Linked DNA regions of Pan troglodytes: region 1 is linked to region 2. The links are chromatin contacts, called in public HiChIP or PLAC-seq maps. All regions are on one chromosome and are shown on one strand. The core of a region is the stretch at or near the end of the contact, and the rest is flanking DNA. Distances in the headings are between cores, read along the strand shown.

Region 1 (4,058 bases), core at 1,046-3,545, 220 kb before region 2:
GCCCCTCCGCATGGCGTTTCGGCCCGGAGCCGCTCCGCCCGGCGCCTCGACCCCACGCACACCGGGTCACCGGCGAGAGGACGCGCCGCGCACAGCGCGAGGAGCGCTGGGAAGGGGTCGCGGCGCTGGCCCGCGGGGTCTCAGGAGAGCAGCGCCGGGCCGGCCAGTAAAGGGTGTGCGGTGCATTGTGGGGGTTCTAGTCCGCGCGGGGCATGCTGGGCCTTGTGGTCCGACGTCGCGGGTTGGACGCAGTGCTTGCTGGGAAGGATGCCGCCTGGTTGCTGGGAAACCGGAGCCGGACTGCCCTGCGGCTGAGGTCGCAGGAACCAAGCTGCGGATGGCGCGGGTCTCGCCAAGGCCTCCAGAGCTTGGAGGTAACCACAGACATCCCCGGCGGCCTGGCCTGAGTCCCTCCACCCCTTCGCCCCTTCCTCGCCGACGGATCCCGGAGCCCAGACCCGTTCTCCTTTTGGGGCGCTTCCCGACCCTTCACCCTACGCGACCCGGGTCATTCTTTTTTGAGACGGAGTCTCGCACTGCCGCCCGATCTGGAGTGCAATGGCGCGATCTCGGCTCACTGCAACCTCCGCCTCTCGGATTCAAACGATTCTTCTGTCTCAAGCTTCCCGAGTAGCTGGGATTACAGGCGCCCGCCACCACGCCCGGCTAATTTTTGTATTTTTAGTAGAGACGGGGTTTCACTATGTTGGCCAGACTAATCTCGAACTCCTGACCTTGTGATCTGCCGCCTCGGCCTCCCAAAGTGCTGGGATTACAGGCATGAGCCACCCCGCCCGGACCGGTCTGGGTCATTCTTTCGCAGGATCGCGTGAAATTGGGCGGCGAAAATGGTGCGGACACGCTGATTTTGGTTGACCCAAATTGTTGACATGGTACCCTGCAAAAAAATTAGCTCCTGAGCCACTCTGAAAAGCAATGTGGCAGCTCCTCAAACCTGGAAACAAGTGTCCACGCCAAATTTACAAACTAGCGCTCCTAGCTGCAGCATTTTGATAACAGCGGCATGCTATTAGCCATAGAGGAGCGAAGCATGCGCATGCTACAGCACAGCTGGACCTTGAAAACATTATGCTAGGCAGGCCGGGCGCGGCGGCGCACGCCTGTCATCCCAGCACTTTGGGAGGCCGAGGCGGGCGGATGACTTGAGGTCAGGAGTTCGAGACCAGCCTAGGCAAAGTGGTGACACCCCATCTTTACTAAAAATACAAAAATTACCCTGGCGTTGTGGCGGGCGCTTGTAATCCTAGCTACTCGGGAGGCTGAGGTGGGAGAATCCCTTAAATCCGGGAGGTGGAAGTTGCAGTGAGCCGAGATTGTGCCACTGCACTCCATCCTGGGCGACAGAGCGAGACTCCGTCTAAAAAAAAAAAAAAAATTATGCTAGGTGAAAGAAGCCAGTCCAGTCACAGGAGACTACGCATTATGTGATCCATTTGTATGAAATATCCAGGAAATGCAAATCTATGAAGACAGAAATTAGATGAGTTTTCACCGGGGGCTGGGGAAGGGGTAATAAGGAGCGACTACAAAGGGCAGCAGGTTTCTTTCGGGGCGATGAAAGTGCTGTAATATTGACCTCAGCTCCTATCTGTGAATGTCCTAAAAACCACTCAACTGTCCACTCGAAGCGAGTTGAATGGGTGAACTGCATGATATGCGAAGTATATCTCATATCAGCTTTATTGAAATATAACTCACATACTAAATATATAAACATATTTGCGGGGCTCCTGCACAGCCACGCCCAGCAGGGATGGGGCCTGACTGTGATGGGACCTTCACCCCAGCTCCTGACACACAGGCTGGGCAGTGCGGGAGGCGCTGGCTCCAGGGGGCGTGCTGTTGGGCCTCCCCAGGCCTGGCCCCCTGCCCCAGGCCCTGGCCGCGTCCAGCTGGGGTCGGCTGAGTGGCCAGAGCAGCCAGCTCCCGTCCATGCCATCTTTCCAGCAATCACCCGACAGGTCTGGTTCCCTGTGAACCATCCTTCAGGTCCCCTCCCAGACCTCTTCCCATCCCAGCAGGTGGCGCTCACATTCCAGGCGCCCTCTCGGTGGCGTTGGGGTCATTTCCTGCGTATGGGTGTTCTCTCAAACTGCACAGACAGCCCTCCTGCCGTCCCTCCAGGGTGCAGAGGCCGGGGCGGGGAGATGTACCGGCCCCACTGGGGTCCCTGGCCCCAAGGAAGCTGCGCGCGAGGCCGCCTCGCAATGACGCTCGTTCCTGTCGGCTCGGAGGAACGAAGGGACGCTCGTTCCTGTCGGGGCGGTGCGGAAGGGGGCGGGGCCCAAGGGCGCGTGAGGGGCGGGGCCGAGGACGGGGTCTGTGGGCGGGGCCTGGGGGCGGGGCCTTGGGACCCCGAGTAGCGTGATCTAGAAGGCGCGGCGCTGCCAGACCGCGCGGCCCCGGGCGCGCAGACCACGTGTTCGTTGCCCATCACTACGGAGCTCTGGCCACGTGCCAAGTAGAATTCCCAACGCTTTGTAAATGCTAACTATTGTGATTTTTTTTTTTTTTAAGCGTAGTCTCACTCTGTCACCCAGGCCTGGAGTACAGTGGCGTTATCTCGGCTCACTGCAACCTCCGCCTCTCGGGTTCAAGCGATTCTCCTGCTTCAGCCTCAGGAGTAGCTGGGATTAAAGGCGCCCGCCATCACGCCCGGCTAATTTTTGTATTTTTAGTAGAGACGGGGTTTCACCAAGTTGGCCAGGCTGGTCTCGAACTCCTGACCTCAGGTGATCCACCCACCTTGGCCTCCCAAAATGCTGGGATTACAGGCGTGAGCCACCGCGCCGGGCCAACTATTGTGATCTTAACACACCCCCTTAGGTTCTATTTTTGACTGTCGCTTAGAGACAAAAAAACTGTGGCAGAGAAGGCCGGGCGCGGTGGCTCAAGCCTGTAATCCCAGCACACTGGGAGGCCGAGGCGGGTGGATCACAAGGTCAGGAGATCGAGACCATCCTGGCTAACACGGTGAAAGCCCATCTCTACTAAAAATACAAAAAATTAGCCGGGCGTGGTGGCGGGCGCCTGTAGTCCCAGCTGCTCAGGAGGCTGAGGCAGGAGAATGGTGTGAACCTGGGAGGCAGAGCTTGCAGTGAGCTGAGATCGCACCACTGCACTCCAGCCTGGGTGACAGAGCAAGACTCCGTCTCAAAAAAAAAAAAAAGAAAAAGAAACAAACAACAAAAAAAAAACTGAGGCAGAGAAAGGTTGGTGACAGCTACGCCCAGCTCTTTCCAGACCCCAGAGCCTCTACCCTGAACCCCTGCACTCTACAGGGAGCTCTCCACCTGCAGTTTTGCACCTGGTGTCTCATATCTGAGTCTCACATTACCCTGTCCCTGTCTTCACCCCAGCTGCAGAAGTGCACACCCCTCCCCACCCAGGCATGCGTGGACTGGCAGAGTCCATTGCAAGACGTGGGCCTGAGGGGCAGGGGTGAGGCCGGAGGTTTGTGGCTCAGGGAGCACCGTGGCTGGTGAGGAGGCAGTGGAGCAGCTTGGAGGACTTGGTTCTTTGAGGCCCCAGAGCAGCAGAAATGGGGGGTCCCCCGCCTGGGGAAGGGTGCACGGGACAGAAGCCTTCCTCAGCTGCAGAGATGCCTGCCGGAAGCCTCAGGGCGCTGGAACTTTTAAGAAAATGGTCAATTCTGGCCTTACCCAGGGACAGAGCTGGCCAGAGTCACATTTATGGTGGTAAATAGTGAATGTTGGCGAAATGCTTTCTAAAAATGCCCTTGCAAGGAAGGGAGAGGAAGCCTAGGCATTTGTAAAGTAACAAATGCCTGTTTTAATATTTCCCCTGGTGCGGTAAATCTGTAAAGGTGAGTGGATTACAGAAAAACTCACCGTGCCACACGCACACCTGTGCCCGGGAGTTTTCTCTGGCTTGTTGGAGGGAGCGTGGACAGCAGGACTACTCCCCAAGTCAAGATGGTTAAGGCCTGGAGGTGTTGGGGAGGCAGCAAGGAGACAGAGTTGTCCCTGCAATGAGGACGGGAGGAGTTTGGGTCCCCACCCCAATGCCACCCTGGT
Region 2 (3,788 bases), core at 450-2,949:
ATCTCGGCTCACTGCAACCTCTGCCTCCCAGGATCAAGTGATTCTCCTGCCTCAGCCTCCTGAGTAGCAGGGATTACAGGCATGAGCCACTGCGCCCGGCCGCCCCAATGCATTTCTGATAAGGGATACTAAATCCATACTAACCAGTCTCTACTGTGTAGCAGAAAGAATGCTAAAGCAGATGTGATAAACCTGAGTTCTTTTCCTGGCTCTGCTACTGAATGGCTATGTCACTTTGAGATCACTTAAGTTCTCTAAGACTCAGTTTTCCCAGGTATGAAATGGAGAACATTAATCTAGATTAACTCAAAGGGTTATTGTGAGGTTTCATTGGAAACGAGAACTTTGGAATCATACATATCTAACTTGAGATGCTGGCTCTTCTACCTATTAGCTGAGTATCTCAGGGAAGGCAATTAAAATGAGCTTCAGTTTCCTCCTCTGTGAAAAGGATGAATAAAGGATTAAATAAGCTAATATTTAAAACCTCAGGGACAGTGACATAGCGCTTCATCCAAAACCCAAAGGCTAATATTTAATAACGCAGATAAAATGCTTTGAAAATTACCAAGTGCTATAGAACACAAACCATTATTTGCCAAACATTAATTTGCTCTCAAAAACTGCTAATAGCAGAAGGCTGCTGCATGCTAAACATCATCAAAACATGTATGGAACATCTATGTGAAAGGTATTATATTAAATGTTAGGGTTAACAGGGAGGTTACTACAGGAGATGTATTTTCTATGGAATAGCTCCAGCCCAATGCCAGCAATTTATTCTACTCATATTAAAAGGAGGTTACTGCTTAGCAAGAATTTAATTGCTCTGCAATTCATCCTGTTTCTAAACAAACCTAAACTTTAAGATCTTTCTAGGGGCAGAAAGCCCATGAGAAATACAGTGGAAGGTAAAGACAATGGGACGGCGGAAGTGGTTGCACCCCGTGCAACCAGCTGCAGAATGAATAGGGAAGACAGCAAAGCTGTACTAGCCTCTGGTTTATCAACTCCAGACCATGAGAAAGATAACTGTAGATACAGTTACACTATGACAAGGCTAAGCACGAATCACCAACATGTTTCCCAAAGTGGGTGGTGGCCCTGAAAGTGTGTTTGCTTGTTAGACTGGAAGCAAGAGCTAAAATCAAAGGCTACCCCTGAACCGTTTTAGTAAGACCCGAGGTAGAGGAGTTCAGAAGCCTCAGTCACAGTCCCCCGTTAAGGAAGCAGTGAATCTCAGACCGAAACATCCTGGCTACAGCTCTTAGCCCTCGTGGTCTGTCATCCCTCTTATTCCTCGACCCTGCCACTCCAGGTTCCTCAGCAAACCTTGCCGGCACAGCCGGTCGCTACACGTCCCCGTTTCACCCCAACTTGGGTCTGGGCGCCCTCAGCCCATCAAGGGTCCGCTCCTCCGCCCGCCTGCCCCCTCCGTCTCCCTCTATCGCCGGGGCCCAGGGCCCGTCTGCTCGGCGCTCACTTCTTCGTGTAGAGCTCCTCCAGACGGTGCCACACAGCGGGCTGCCCGGGCCCGGAGCTCTGGCTCTGCTGTAGGAAGCCCGGTACGTCCTTCATGACAGCAGGAAGACCCCCGGCACAGAAGAACAACCGGGATGTCAGCACCGCGGGGATGGCTGCCGGAAATGCTCACTCACTTCCGGCGCCGAGCGGCGCGGGGCAGGCTGGGAGCGCCGTAGCCGGCCGGGGGCGGGCCCCGCTGGTTGCTCGGTTACAGCGCGTCTCTGCGCTCCGGAGAAAACTCTCCGGCGTTTGCAGCCCACTTCCCGCGCACTTGGCTGTGCCATTGAGGCGTTAAAGAGTGTGGGCGCCTGTGGTCGAACCCGCTACGGACTAGCTTTGTGGTGTCAGCCTTTGTGACCCGGAATTGCTGCTGTCAAATGAGGATCTTCCCAGTAGTGTTTTGCGAGGACTAGGTGTAAATATAATGCCTGACCATAGTAAAAGCCCTCAGAAAGTATTAACTATCACCGCCATCCGGGTTGAAAAAGGTGTGAGCGCAGGGTACAGAAATGCTGGCTCCAGGTTTGACCTCCGGGGCGAGAGATCAGACACCAGACTAGGGAACTTCCTCTACTCGCCTCTACGTCTACCTGGGCGCGCCGGAGGCGTCGGCAAGGAGGCGGGGGCGGGACGCGGAGGCGGGACCGGGGCGCCGGGGGCGGGGGCGGTAGGCGGAGGCGGGGCTGGGGCGCCGGGGGCGGGGGTGGGAGGCGGAGGCGGGGCCGGGGCGCCGGGGGCGGGGCGAGTCCGGAGGACTCCTCGGACTGCGCGGAACATGGCGTTCTGGGGTTGGCGCGCCGCGGCAGCCCTCCGGCTGTGGGGCCGGGTAGTTGAACGGGTCGAGGCCGGGGGAGGCGTGGGGCCGTTCCAGGCCTGCGGCTGTCGGCTGGTGCTTGGCGGCAGGGACGATGTGAGTGCGGGGCTGAGAGGCAGCCATGGGGCCCGCGGTGAGCCCTTGGACCCGGCGCGCCCCTTGCAGAGGCCTCCCAGACCCGAGGTGCCCAGGGCATTCCGGAGGCAGCCGAGGGCAGCAGCTCCCGGTTTCTTCTTTTCGAGGTATTTTGGGCAAGGACAAGCACTTCTTGCGTGTTCGTTGTCGACACCTCGCCCACTCTTTCTCACCTTGCCGTGTTTCCTTTGCGGCATGTCTGGGAGTTTACGTGCGTTCCAACACCGGGGCCTCCGTCTTTATGCTGATCTGTGGACGTCCCTTATGGGGGTTTTGTCGTTTATTTCACCATTCCCTCATTGAAATACGTTCTAACCTTTAGTTATTGTGCATCATGCTGTGGTGAATAACCTTGTTGGCACCTCACTGTTTGCATAAATTCCTAGTACTGGGACTGCTAGGTCCAAAAGTATATGCATTTAACGCTTTAATTATCCCTCATAAATGTTGTGCGGTTAATACTCCCACTGGCATGTGATCGTACCCGTCTCCATAGTAATTGCATCTAAGAACTGAGGCTACATAGGAAAAAATCTTAAGGTCCATGGTTGTTAGGTATCAGATGCCCTATAATGGATGAATATTTAAGTAAATAATGGCACATTGACTTGCTGTCTGACACAACTGCTGAAAATGTTGGTGAAAAGTGAGTCTCGAAGTGGTAGCTCACACTTGTAATACCAGCACTTTCGGAGGCTGAGACGGGGATCGCTCGAGGCCAGGAGTTCAAGACCAGCCTGGGCAACATAACGAGACCCCCATCTCTACCAAAAATTTAAAAATTAGCCGGGCATGGTGGCGCAAGCCTGTTGTCCCAGTTACTCCTGAGACTAAGGCAAGAGGATCCCTTGAGTCCAGGAGTTCAAGGCTGCAGTGAGCTATGATTGAGCCACTGCACTCCAGCCTGGGTGACAGAGCAAGACTCTTATCTACCTGTGGGAAAAAAAAAGAAAAAAGTTTAATAGATCCTGAAGAGTTGGCCGGGCGCGGTAGCTCACGCCTGTAATCCCAGCACTTTGGGAGGATGAGACGGGTGGATAACGAGGTCAGGAGTTCGAGACCAGCTGGGCCAACATGGTGAAACCCCATTTCTACTGAAATTACAAAAATTAGCCGGGCGTGGTGGCTGGCGCCTGTAATCCTAGCTACTCAGGAGGCGGAGGCAGGAGAATCACTTGAACCCGGAAGGCAGAGGTTGCAGTGAGCCGAGATGGCACCATTGCACTCCAGCCCGAGCGAAAGAGCAAAAACTCCGTCTCAAAAAAAAAAGATCCCGAAGAGTCAGTCGTTCATCCAAGAAGCCCTGACTGAGCTC

Evidence for each region. HiChIP or PLAC-seq counts read pairs in DNA pulled down with a chosen protein or histone mark.
Region 1: an H3K4me3 HiChIP or PLAC-seq map of stem cell-derived excitatory neurons shows a contact between it and region 2, with 13 times the contacts expected there. The contact joins the promoter of PTDSS2 here to the promoter of SIRT3 in region 2. A contact is called at or near these places in 1 of 7 Hi-C or Micro-C datasets (stem cell-derived neural progenitor cells) and 1 of 1 datasets of contacts at active chromatin or transcription factors (stem cell-derived excitatory neurons).

The regions. Positions count from the first base shown.
Region 1 is chr9:4,641,864-4,645,921 of NHGRI_mPanTro3-v2.0_pri, reverse strand. PTDSS2 (phosphatidylserine synthase 2) reads right to left here and starts at 2,295. Exons shown (of 12, transcript XM_024346852.3): 1 at 2,054-2,295. The coding sequence starts at 2,055.
Region 2 is chr9:4,426,452-4,430,239 of NHGRI_mPanTro3-v2.0_pri, reverse strand. SIRT3 (sirtuin 3) reads left to right here and starts at 1,699. Exons shown (of 7, transcript XM_063783591.1): 1 at 1,699-1,937. It overlaps PSMD13 (proteasome 26S subunit, non-ATPase 13), which reads right to left and starts at 1,647. Exons shown (of 13, transcript NM_001280192.1): 1 at 1,484-1,647. The coding sequence starts at 1,578.